Regions from separate parts of the Anas platyrhynchos genome. Here region 1 is linked to region 2. A link is a contact called in public Hi-C data. All regions are on one chromosome and are shown on one strand. Each heading gives the region's core, a stretch centred on a gene start, on an enhancer-like site or on the middle of the called end of the contact. The rest is flanking DNA. Distances are from core to core; before and after follow the strand shown.

Region 1 (6,280 bases), core at 1,003-3,502, 64 kb before region 2:
TCATTCCTAAGTGGCAGCTGCTCCTGTTTTGCAACGTACACCTCATTGTACTAGGAAAGCATGTTTAAAGGACTTGTGTGAGACAGTTCAGGACAAAATATAAAGCTTACTGTTGTAGATATCCAAGTGGTAAAATCAACGTTAATGTGAATATTGGTGGGATTAAAACCATTCCCTTGCTGTGACTGTCACACAGTCAAAATGACGTGGAGCATGCAAAGTTAATACTGGCTAGCAGACCTCCTTAATGAAAGGAACATATTAATATGTGTATATTTGATAAGATACAGCTACTTCTTAAAAGCTTTGAAAATTTTCTTATCTGTTTAATTCATGATTGAGAACACAGACATGCAGCTTTATTTTTAAATGCTATTTTTAACTTTACAAGTGTGTTTAAGAGCATAAACTTGCTTAAGTTACTAAATTAGCATGAAAGGTGAGTCACTACATATTTGCTTATGTTTGGTAGAAAGAAACAGTGTTAGCATCCCCTTGTTTCTAGCAGCTTTGTTATTTTTAGATAATCAGGAACTTAAAAGCACACAACTTTCAATAGCTTACACAGTAATGTTGTTTGGAATGTAGATCTATACAGATAATAGCTATATTTGTCAAGTAGATTGGAAGAAATAATTATAAAAGCCCCTTAAATAGCCATATTTCTTTGTGAGCATCAGCATCAAATATGTATTGCACATATATGATGGTGAGAGAAGAGGAATTATTGCATATTTTATATGAAAAAGGTGAAATACAAGGGATTATCTTCACATATGTTCATCACAGAGAATTTGTGCAATTCTGAGCAATTCTTATTAAACCCATAATTATACTACAATAATTATTTTAAAGCTTACAGTTCACAATTAACTTTCACTGAAATGAAAATCTGCTGACATACTCCTGTAAATGATTAAACATAATGACCTGTGTTTAAGAACATAGTGTCTTTTTTCTTTTGTTCTTTATTTTCAAGTGAAATCTTTTGATTTTTTTTACCACTATTTACTTTACTTGGGTCAAGTTGCTCAGCAGAGGCAAATAAATGCTTCAATATGCTAGAATCATTTGCTATATGCTCGTCATCCATTAATTCTTAAGCTAACCCATTTGACTTATTATGGTGATTCTATCAAAACTGGCAGTAGAAATAAAATTATTAAAAAATGGCTGGTGCAATTGTCCTCATTGTTTAGATAAAATTACCCAGAAACATTGCTAGGAAATCTGCTTTGTCTTTTTAGTCATTTATTTCAAAATGTAGTATATGGAAGCACTGAGAAACTGGCAGAATGCCTGCTCTGTGTAATGCCTTTGTTATAATACATTGTGACAGCACAGGCTCTACATTTTAAATGTTTAATTATTTTTTTTTTTGGTATAATTTATTTAGTATTTCCCTTTCAACACGTAAGTCAAAATTCAAATATTTCCTGCTGCTCAGGAGAACATTCTAGTTTTGTCCCTGAATCTGGCCTTTCAGAAGGTAAAATAGAGTTTTTGCAGTTCGTACTGGGAAACATCACTTGGAAGAAAAGCATTTTTTTGTTGTTTATAACGCCTTTACTGAAGTTATAAAAGGCAGATTTAAAGTTTTACTGTCATAATACCTTTTTACTGAGTACATAATACCTTTTCCTGAGTACTATTTGATCAGCCGAAACACTGCTGTGTGGCTGTGACACGGCTCGTGAGGTGACGGGTTGCCCACCAGTATAGGACAGAAGCCCAGTGTCACCAGCTGTAACTTGCTTTGTGGCTGCCTCTTGTTACCTCAGCATCCTTAAATTCTAGAATCATTAAGGCTGGAAAAGACTTCCAGGATCATCTGCTACAACCACCCCTTACCACCAATGTCACCCACTGACCCATGTCCCCAAGCACCACGTCCAACCTTGAACTCCCCCAGGGACAGTGAAGCCGCCTTGGGCAACCCGTCCCAACGCCTGACTGCTCTTTCTGAGCAGAAATGTCTCCTCATTTCCAACCTGAACCTCCCCCGGTGCAGCTTGAGGCCATTCCCTCTGGTCCTGTCACAGATACCTGTGAGAGGAACCTGACCCCAGCTCCCCACAGCTTCCTTCAGGTAGCCGTATGCTGTGAGTGGATAGGAGCGTAATTAAGCGCATGCCTTAACATTTTAAACGTGATTTTAACACTTTAGAAGGGAATTTAACGTTTCGGCAGGGATTTTAACCCTCGGAACCGTTGACACCCCGTTATTACCCGATTTATTTCCCCCCAACGAGCCCGGCGCTGAGGGACGGACGCGGCCCCGCCCCGTGCCCCTTCACGGGCGGCCTCTCGTCATCAGCGCGCGCGGGCCCCTGCTCTGGTCACGTGCCCCGCGTTTCCCTGAGGCGCCGAGCGGGCCGCGGGTGAGGGTCGGGGGGGCCCGGCCGGCTCAGGGCCCCCGGCCCGCTCCGCTCTGACTGGAAATTGCCGCCCGGGCGGCCCCTTCCCGCACGGAGCGGCTCGGGGGGATGGGGAGGGAACGGGTGGATCCCTCTTTAGGGCCGGGCCGCCGCGGTTCCCGTCAGCGCGGCCGCCTGGGGCTGGTTTCACCCTCACACAGCCTGGCAGGGCCTTAAAGTCGTGGGAGGGGAGGGCTCGCCGTGGTGGTGCCCGAGGGGGTTGCAGGCGGTCACCCGAGCTCTCGTAACGGCCTCTCCTCCGCTTCTAGGCTCGCCATGTCGCTGCCAACCAAGAGATGCGGAAGGCCCCCGGTGTTGTCGTTTTTGGAAAAGAAAAAGAGAAAGCAGAGCCTGGATAGGAGGAGGGGGAAGACGAGGATCTATGTGGGAAGCCACATCGACCGCTGGCTGACGCTCAAGGAGAAGCTGGACTTCAGGAACGATGCTGAAGTGGCGGGCTTTTTGTTGGACTTGTGAGTAGGCTGTCTCAGTTCTCCTCTGTTTACCAGTCCCAAGTAAATAACGCCTGGCATTAATTTAACACCAGCTGTATGTTTTCTTTATAGGTATGACAGTTACGACCCGTTGTTAAAAGCTCCGATCTGTTCCCTCCCAGGCAGTGTGAGGAGAAAGTGTGTGAGAGACGAAAAAGTGTTGTCAGACAGCACTTCCTTGATAGCAGCTGATGGAACGTTAGTATTATGCTCTCTTTGTGTGTGAATGGGGTAGATTAAATCTCTTTCTTGATAGCATTTAGAAGATGGCAACTGCTTTTAAAGAAGGGGGGTGGGTCATATGCAAGAGAAAACTATACAGCTAATTTCATCAAATTGTATAATTTGGAGACCCTTTGTAGAAGCTTTTCTGTGTTGTATTTGCAGGTATGACAATGATGACCAGCTGTCTAAAGAATCTGCTTGTTCTGAACCTGGAGATTTAAGAATCATCACTGTGAAAGACGAGAGAGAGATGCCACATGATTGCTTGTCAACGGAGATGGATGACACGTTAGTGATGCTATGGGGTTCTATTTGCATGGTTTACATTTGAAAATATTTTGTATGGATTTTAATTTTCACTTTTAATTTTGCTTATTAGAAACTCATGTCATTCATGCTCTAATTTCTTACCTAAAAGCATCTCAGTAGTTAACGGTTGGTCCAGTCTTTGTGAGGCAAGAATCAATGAGAGATTTTGGAAAAGTTTTCTCTTGGAGTACACACAGTAAACTTGCTTGTTCAGTGACTGCCTTCCTTAATCATATATAATTTGTGAGTGGAACAAGAAAATAGCTGCTCTACGTATATTAGTCACTTTAGTAAATAATGAGCCTTCACGGTGATACAGTCTACAGGCACATGTGATTGTAGTGTGTGCTTTAACATTTCTAAAAAGAAAAATGTTTAATTGTTTACTGTTTGAGTAATAATACATACAAAGTGACATGTTAACCTGTTTAAAAATAGTGCTGTGCTCAACGAGGCAACCACACCGTCAGTCGACTGCTGATTTCTTTTACTGCAGTGTCATCAGTCACTAAGGCATTCACAGTTGAGATCAGAGGAGCCTCAAATAGGTATGCTTGTCCATTACTCTTTAGGTTTCAATTATCCACAAGTATTACTGAATAACTGTAATTTCATCCATGTCTTAGTTATCAGACCTTTAAAAATGTATCTTTTAATGTGTGCAGGGGGACACTGAGAACCTAGGACATTACATTGGCATTGCATGATGTGTCCAAACCCTTCGCTAATATGAAGTATGTAATGCATGTAGCATGTTTGTCTGAATCTTGTTTTCCACTGTTCTGTTTTTTTGCGACTTCCCTAATTCTTCTTACTTTTGATTTTAGTAGGTGAACATGTTGGGGTTCTGAAAGCAATTCAGTGGCTCAGAAGAATTCTTGGAAGCTAGGTCAGGAGAACACAAATATCAGTGCTGATGAAGCCGAAAATTTCAAGTGCATTCTTCAAAATAACATTTTTCTCTGGCACTATAGCTTTAGTTTGGAGTGCAGCCAACAATAATTGAATTCCTGGGATGGATTTTATTCAGGTGAGACAGAAACCTTGTTCTTACTTGATTGCTTATTTCTGCCCTTTGAGCTGTGAGAAATAATATGAAAAATTGTTTGGTGTGAGAAAAACTTTTTCATCTGAAAGGTAAGGTATGGGATGCTTCATTACAGACTTATAGTGTGTGCGTGCTAAGATATTAAGTCACACTGATTATGTGAAATGCTGGACAAATGATCAGGCATGTATGCAGTGGTTGTACAAAGCCAAGGCAGCTGTTTGAGAACAAAGAGATTCAAAGAGAAGTAGTACTTTATAGAGCAGATACCTTAGTGCATACCGTGTTGTTCTGTGGAACATTCACCCACAAGAAGTAGTTGTATAGCGTGTCTGTGAGGATAAGAATTCTGTGTTTCAGTCTCTGAACACCGCATCCTCAGTAATGCTTTTGTTTTTCATTCACAGTATACTGATGAGATAGAGTGATAATGTTACTGGAGGATTCTTAGTAGCTGTGGGAAATTCATACAGTGGTCAAGTGATTTGCCTAAAGTCATGTTGGTAGCTGAGCTTGGGTCTTAAAAGTAAGACTAAACTCAATATTAACTCAGTGTTTGTAGATGGATGTGCAAGATTCTTAGCTATTTTAGAAAATACTGGTTTACCTTCTGAAAGGAACAGTAGCTCTGTTGATGGATTTAAAAAAAAAAAATCCAAGAAACCTACACTTCCTGTTGAAGGGTGGAGATGAAGTCAGGTAGCTCCTGCTTTCCAGGCATTTGGGTGTCATGTTTTTCTGTTGCTGTTACTGTTTTGAGGATGGTAGAGTATGTCTTTTCATTTTGTACAGCCGGGAAAGAGCCAGGAAAAGAACAATTTGAAGTACAGTTTCTGCAACAAGTTCTTTTTGAAGGTCCTTTCTTAACAAATTGTGCATTAATGATCATAATCATAAAGTGGCTGTTTTATTTTAGGCCTTTCATCTAGTCTACTAAGTTGGCTAAACACTAGCTGTTGAGGAACTGGAAATAGCGAGTACAATGAGGAAGAACACTTAAATTCACCTGTTTCTTCAGTGGCTTTAATATTTGGTTCGTCTTGTTTTTGGAGTCTTGCCCACTGGTGTTAGCTTTCAGAAGTTGCTCTTGCTGGAGAGAAGTTGTTGGAGAAACGGTGAGGGAGTCAAGTAGTGGGGACTCTGGGATTTCAAGATTCTTGCCAGGTGAACTGGCATTGTATTTTGAGTTCTGGCTATTGTGAAGAGTTGGAATGTTGAAATAACACAGGAAGAAAAGAACACATGGAAATTGCTTTAAAGCATTATTGGCAGGGTGTAGCCAAAGGGAAGTATTACGGAACCATGTCCAGTTAGGTTCCTGAATACATTCAGTTCTTCTATAATGCTTCTTCTGTTACTTACTTTCACCCTACATTTTAAAATTCAGAATACTAACCTAGATCTAACCTATCTAGATTCAAATTGTTTTTCTGGTTTTAATGTAAAAAGTGCAGAACTGTCGAAGCACATAATTGACTATTTTTTGTTTGTTTGTTTGTTTTCTTTAATATTTGTAATTTAATGTAAAGATTGAAGGTTGATTTAAAGTAGTTGAGTGGGGAGTTTTCTTTGTTTTAAAGGAACTGTAGGGGATTTTAGATTATTTTTAAATCTCTGGCACTCAAATATTTCAGTAGTAAAACTCCTTTGGCTGGACTTCTGTTACTGAGATGTTGTCTTGATAGAGCTGGCTTTCCTGGAATTTGATTATTCAATGTATCTTTTACATTCATTAAGAAATAAACCAAGAACAATATATACAAAGAATGCAGATAGAAAATACTCAA
Region 2 (6,615 bases), core at 3,537-6,036:
GGACTTTTCTGTTGGCAAATCTTACATGAATAAAGTGCAACCTAATAAATCAGTTAATCCTTTTTCCTTTGAGGAGCAAAGCCTGAGCTTCATTTGACAGGTTTCTTCCCGCAGTGATTTTAATTCTCATGGATGAGTTAGAAAGGCTTGGAAAATGGGGGTTTATATTGGAAATACTGACAGGCCTTTAACTCTGCTCTGGAAGTGCTGGTAGTGGCCTTTTCTGCAATAAGAGCTTTTTGATTAAATATAATGTGGTGATATACTGTATAACAAAATAGTAGGATCTTCTTTTTATGCTCTACAGTGCTGCAAATTCCTGCCCATCTAGCCCTCGTGGTGCAGGCTCTTCAGGGTACAAAATGAGTCGTGTAATACCATCTGACCTACATTTAATGGCTGACAATTCACAGTCAGAAAATGACAAGGAAGCATCGGGTGGAGATAGCCCAAAGGTAAGCATTGTTTGAAATCAAAACTGTAAATTAAGTCTTAACTGAATGCAATACTTTTGAAATACTAATTTTGTTACTGGAGTATATGCACTACGTCACAATGCAACTTCTTTTTTTTCCCAACTTTTAACTTTTAGGATTTTGTGATTAGACGTGACATTTATTTTGACACCTCCCTTCCCCCTCACCTTTGGAGAGGGGCTGTATGTGTATGCAGTTACATATCTATTTACAGGCGTTTGAAAATTCTTTAATGTTTGTTTCTCCACATTTTAGTCTTATCTTAAAATCTACTAAACAGAAGAGCACAATTGTAGCTTTTCTGCTTGAAAATTTCGGTTGTCCAGAATTACCTTAAATCAAGTTAATTGTGTTTTGTACCTTTTAATTTATAAAAGGATGCGTGTATTGTTAAATTTTATTGACCCAGACTTTTCTTTTTCTTCTGTAGGACGACTCTAAACCACCTTACTCCTATGCACAGTTAATAGTACAAGCAATTACAATGGCACCTGATAAGCAGCTTACACTAAATGGAATTTATACGCACATAACTAAAAATTATCCATACTACAGGACAGCAGACAAGGGCTGGCAGGTAAACTTGATTTCTAGAATGTTTTTTATTGTTGCTTCAAGAAACATCTTGGTCATAAGTCAATTGGTGAGCCTAGCAGCCCTTCATAAATAGGATTTGTTAAATGAGTGAAATTGTCTCTCTTTTCTGATTGTAACATGTCCAACAAAGTAGGGAATACACCTTATTTGTTACTTGAAATATCACTTTATTCCTGTTACAGTATTCTCCAAACCTGCGGGAGCAATACATACAGACTTCTGGGAGCAAGACAGTTAGCATAGTGGATTTAAGTATATGTATGCTATCCAGGAATGTGGTTATGCTTTGTAACTTAATTGCATAAGCATATGTATTGTTATCTCAGGATAAAATTAAGATATTAAATATTACAAGTACAAGTTTATTTGCAGAGGGGGATCTTGACCATGCAACACAGTGAAGGAGCAAGCATGTGTTACCTGTTGTCTAGCACTATGTGCCTTTTATTTCCACAGTAGCCCACTTGTGAACTTGACTGATTCTGTACTGCGTTAGCCCAAACCCTTCAATTCTGTAGAATTAATTTCTGCTTTCTTTTCCTTTTTAAAGAGACCAGCCCCAGCATTTTCCAGGATGACTAACCGAGTATGAATCAGTCTGGCATAGTCTTTCCAGATCGTGTAAAGGTTCAATGCCTTTGCTGCTGTTTTTAGTTTCAGTGAAGGACAGAAGAGCACAATTAGCAGGATTGGCCAGTTTGCCCGTGTAACGTTCAGACTGCCCTGTCGATCACCAAGTATCAGTTTCACAGTGCTGCTCTTAGTACAGTCATGATCTGCAACAGAGGCATGCTCTGGAGTTATTTCAGGGAAATAAAATTTGGAGAGACTGGGGGAGGGGTAAAGCGAGGAAGCATTAATACGCTGCTTGCTCTACAATAGAAGACTAAAGAGTATATGACCTCTCATGGAGGAATAGATTTTAAATATTAATCACATACTTATTTGTCATAGAGTCTATGTGAAAGTTGACTCATTCTTAATGAGAATTCCAAGGTTAATGGGGAATGTCACTTCTACAAACTTTTTCTAATGGTTTGGCTAGTGAAGGACTTAACTCTTGTTCTGGCTAGGAAGCACCTAGAAGATTTTTTTCCCTTTCTCACATAATGCAGAATTCTGGCTGCAGTCGTACTAACAGATCTGTTTTAGCAGTAGGATTCTGTTTATGAAATGTTGGTCTGCTTTTTGCTTCCTATTCTGAAATATGTTGAGTATCTGTGTGTATAATGCTTCCTTATGTAAGCATCATGTAACCACGCATACATTGCAACGCAGTTAAAGAATTCTGTCTTAGAACAGTGTATGCATTTAGATGTAGAATGATTAACAAAGCCAGGATAATAGACACAGCAGACATATGTTCTGGAATAAATAATTAGCACCTGTTTCTAAATCAATAAATAAAGCAAAAAGCTGAAAATTAGATGCTGATCAGTCACTAGTAGTTACTGCTATAACAGCAACAGGTGTACCTCATGTATCAGCGGCTTTGCTAGTTCTTATCCTTCAAGTATTAAATTATAGTTAAGGTGATTTTATCTGATTGATGTCTTAAATAATATTTGAGGCCATATATGCATATTATTCAAACCAGAGAGTATATACATGTGTATAATGTCCAAATCCTATACCTTAGTAAGTACTGTTGAGGTATTAATATCTTTTAGTATATAAAACTCTCATTTTGACTAGAGGACTCTTTGTGAATGTATTTTAGCAGGTACTTTTGGATCTACTCTTTTATTCTAGCATACGGAGAAATAAATACAGTTTATAGGCATGTTCTTGGCATCTTTCTAGTTGTGTTTCAATTTTTGGCAACAAAAACCATTTCTGGTTTCATCAGTTTGCATTTAAGAAACCATACATGGTTATCATTTCTTTAAGTTTTTGAAATTTGCCTTCAGGGTCATGAATACATACGTCTAAGAAGGATTTTGAGGAGCTTTTGTTAATGTAAAGCCTTTTCTCCATTTTCCCCTGTTCTCCCACAAGTATGTCAGTATGTATTCTTACACTTACTTTCTTCTGCTTCGGTGATAATGTTTTGAAAGATTTTAGGTTTATGTATTTAAATTTAAAAAGCACGTGCACAAAGCCGAGCATAGATAGATACTTCAGAGCGTTAGCAGTTTTCTGCATCTTTTTGATCAGGGTTGTGTGTTACAGGAAAGTGAGGATAAAGCAATGCGCAAACTAGAGCGGAGTGGCAGAGATCTCACTGAAGAGCTGTTTTAGAACCCACTGCCATTTGTTGTTTTTCTAGACAAACTAAATCCTTGGCTCCTCTGTTGAGACAGAGACTGTGGGTGAACTCCCAACAATCTAGCTGTATTTGGATCTTGTGTAATTTAATCTTCTCTTTCTGTATTATGGAACAGTAACAGAGGGGAATTGTGTAAGATCAGAATCAGCATATTCTGTGTTTTGCTGGCCCTTGTAGTACAACCTGATATTTTCCTTGACACCTGGGGAAGGGTGGTATATGAGGACTGCTAATTCTTGATTTTTTTACACTGCATTATGCTCAAGTATTTGTAGTGTTCTAACAGTGTTGCAATCACCGTGTTTCACGTTAACATACTGGTTTTTAACTGTTGGCAAAGATTTGAAAAATGCAAGAGTACCTTCCAGGTTTATGGCACTACCTTGGCAGTGCTCTGACTCCTGTTGAATTAAGGAATGAAAGAGCTGAACCCCGAGTCTCCTGTAGTACAAACTGCTGCAGTAGGCCACATTCTGACTTGAAAAAGTTATATGAATTCTACATATTTTTTTATGTTCCATAGAATTCAATACGTCACAATCTCTCTCTGAATCGTTATTTCATCAAAGTACCACGTTCCCAGGAAGAACCAGGCAAAGGCTCATTCTGGAGGATAGACCCTGCCTCTGAAAGCAAATTAATAGAGCAGGCTTTTAGGAAAAGGCGGCCTAGGGGAGTACCTTGCTTTAGAACCCCTCTGGGACCACTCTCTTCTAGGTAAGGAAAAACAGATGAACAAAAAGACTATGGCTGTTGTTTAATCTTCAGGCTGATACAGACTTGATAGTTTTGGATACAGTCACAAGTTCAGTAATTTAATTTCATCCAGACTCATTATTTGAATTCTGTATGATTTACGAGGAGGCTGCCAAAACACTAGGTTTGTTTTTATTGATTATTTTCAGTATTAAAGAACTGACTCAATTTACATAACTAACTGTCAGATTGTTAATGTAAGCAAGTCTTGCTGTACCTTTGGGTTGTGTTGTTGTTTTTCTTTTTTTTTTTAACAGAATTATAATTTTAATTTCTAACTGCCATTTAAACTGCACTTTAAATCAGCAAAGAAAATTATCAAAAAACAGTTACCGTTGTGTTGAACTTAGAAATTACAAGTATGCATCTATGTTCAAGCAGAATTTGATGGGAAAATACAAGGGTTTTACTTACTCCCTTTGTGAAGTTATGGCCTTTCTACTGGTGTATTTTTTTTGGCTTGCCCTTTAGACAGATTTGCTCACCATCTTTCTCCACCAGAAGAAATGTTCATGTTTCACAGATTGTGTAGAGAGTCACATTAAGAAGGCATCCAGCCACTTCTGTTCCATTAACTATACCTGAAGTTTGCTTTTTAAATCCTGTTCTTGTTTAACAAAAGCTTTTTAAAAGATCATCAAAACTGCTTTGGGTTGTAACTGTACTTGCCAGAAGGCAGAGGTGCCCTCCTGTGGGCAGTGTGTGTTACAGTCTCTGTAGAGGAAGGTCACTGTCTGTCACAGTTCAGAAGTTAAAACACATCAGCTGCTGCTTTCATTTTTAAATGCAGAAGTGCCCCAGCCTCTCCTAATCACTCTGGAGTGTTGTCTGCACACTCCAGTGGAGTCCAGACCCCCGAGAGTCTGTCCCGGGAAGGATCTCCAGTCCCAATGGAACCTGAGCCTAGTGCTATCCAGCCAAAACTAGCGGTAATACAAGAAGCACGATTTGCACAGAGTGCCCCAGGTGAGGAATCCTGAAATAAGCGTTTGGGGGTTGGAGATGGGAGAGGGCTAATATATAATACAAGTGTGTGTGTGTATGTGTATATATATTTATATGCACGCACTACCAAGATTTCACAAGTACACCAAAAATCAGTAAAAATATTTAAGCCCTTCACATTTAGAGCAATCACTGTAAAGCATGTAAACATAGCAGGTAAACAGCTTTTTGCAGACATAGAGGCTGCATTATCTGTGTGTATCAGAACCCTTAATGGCTTTATTATTAAGCAGGGATTGTGCTTCTGTCCTGTATAGGACTGTACTGTCTTGCAATACTTGTCACTTCCTTTGGATACAACATATTCTTTCTGGTTTAGAAAAATAAATACATTAACTGGGGGGTTACAGAAATAAGCAAATATCTGACATACATCTGTGGTCATTTCAACCTTTCAATGCTGGGGAGTGAAAGAGTTGCAAGGCTAAAGAGAGAGAACAAATATGCATGATAAGAATTTTCCTTTTTTTTAAACATGAACAAAAAAAAACAACAAACAAAAAAGCAAGGGCAAGGTGTGATGGAATACATATTTATTTGTTTAGATGATATACTTTTGCCATCCATTTTGTTGGTGATGCACCTGGAAGAGTAGCAGTGACCATTCTGTGACAAAGGCAACCAGTCCTTAGCAGAGACCGTGCATCCCCAGCCTAGGAAGCTGGGAGTTCTGCCACCGCAGAGGTCCTTCACACAGTACATGAAGCACACTTTAATTCCCATCTACGGAAGGCAGTTTTACCGAATGAATATTAAGCATAGCTTTGGCAGTACAGTTGCATTTGCAGGGGCATGGCAAGGGGGCTTTTGCCGAAATGGTTACAGCTTGTACCGAGCTAATCCAGCACTGAATGCCATGTGGCATGATCTTCATTATCCATTTTTATCTTTTGGATCACTCAGGCATTAATGAAGAAGGTTGTTAATCTTATGAGGCTTTAACATTAAGTTAAAAGAATGACTGACTTAAATTAAATAATTAAAATTAGCAGCCTAATTTTTGTCTCTTTCTTGATAGGATCACCTCTATCTAGCCAACCAGTTTTAATTACTGTACAACGGCAGCTACCACAAACTATTAAACCCGTCACCTACACTGTTGCAACTCCTGTGACAACATCAACATCCCAGCAGCCTGTAGTTCAGACAGTTCATGTTGTTCACCAGATACCAGCTGTGTCTGTCACAAACGTGACTGGATTAGCACCAGCAAACACTTACACTGTAGCTGGACAGGCAGTAGTCACGCAAGCTGCGATGGTAACCCAGCCCAAGGTAGAACCTCAAGAGAATGGAGACCACAAGGAAGTAAAAGGTGAGAACCTGGGGGGTTAGTTGCTGTGGGAGGTCTTTATATGGAAGGATTATTATTTGAAATTTACTTCCAGTTTGAAGTGTAGTACTTGAAATGCATCGTAATTCCTCATGCATCTTGGAGCTAGTAATTAAACAGTATGCATCTGCACTGAGTAGTGAAGTAAAACTACTTTCCTGTAGTAAAAGTAAATGAAT

The links. A called contact is a pair of places that touch in the nucleus more often than the background predicts.
Region 1: a Hi-C map of subcutaneous adipose tissue shows a contact between it and region 2, with 2.7 times the contacts expected there. The contact joins the promoter of LOC139999102 here to the enhancer-like site in region 2. A contact is called at or near these places in 3 of 8 Hi-C or Micro-C datasets (liver, skeletal muscle and subcutaneous adipose tissue).

Annotation. Positions count from the first base shown.
Region 1 is chr19:7,329,848-7,336,127 of IASCAAS_PekinDuck_T2T, reverse strand. It overlaps LOC139999102 (zinc finger protein 692-like), which reads left to right and starts at 2,252. Exons shown (of 6, transcript XM_072025843.1): 1 at 2,252-2,381; 2 at 2,687-2,890; 3 at 2,984-3,109; 4 at 3,299-3,424; 5 at 4,273-4,475. The coding sequence starts at 2,694. The coding sequence ends at 4,279.
Region 2 is chr19:7,268,067-7,274,681 of IASCAAS_PekinDuck_T2T, reverse strand. FOXK2 (forkhead box K2) reads left to right here. Exons shown (of 9, transcript XM_027471475.3): 3 at 308-455; 4 at 907-1,053; 5 at 3,866-4,059; 6 at 4,889-5,064; 7 at 6,122-6,418. Among named protein-coding and RNA genes, the nearest start is that of WDR45B, 30 kb to the right of the region's middle. Within about 2 kb of position 4,786, at least 2 of the 8 cell types and tissues checked have an H3K27ac peak or open chromatin away from gene starts, as enhancers often do. A contact at or near this core is called in subcutaneous adipose tissue, where this site is marked.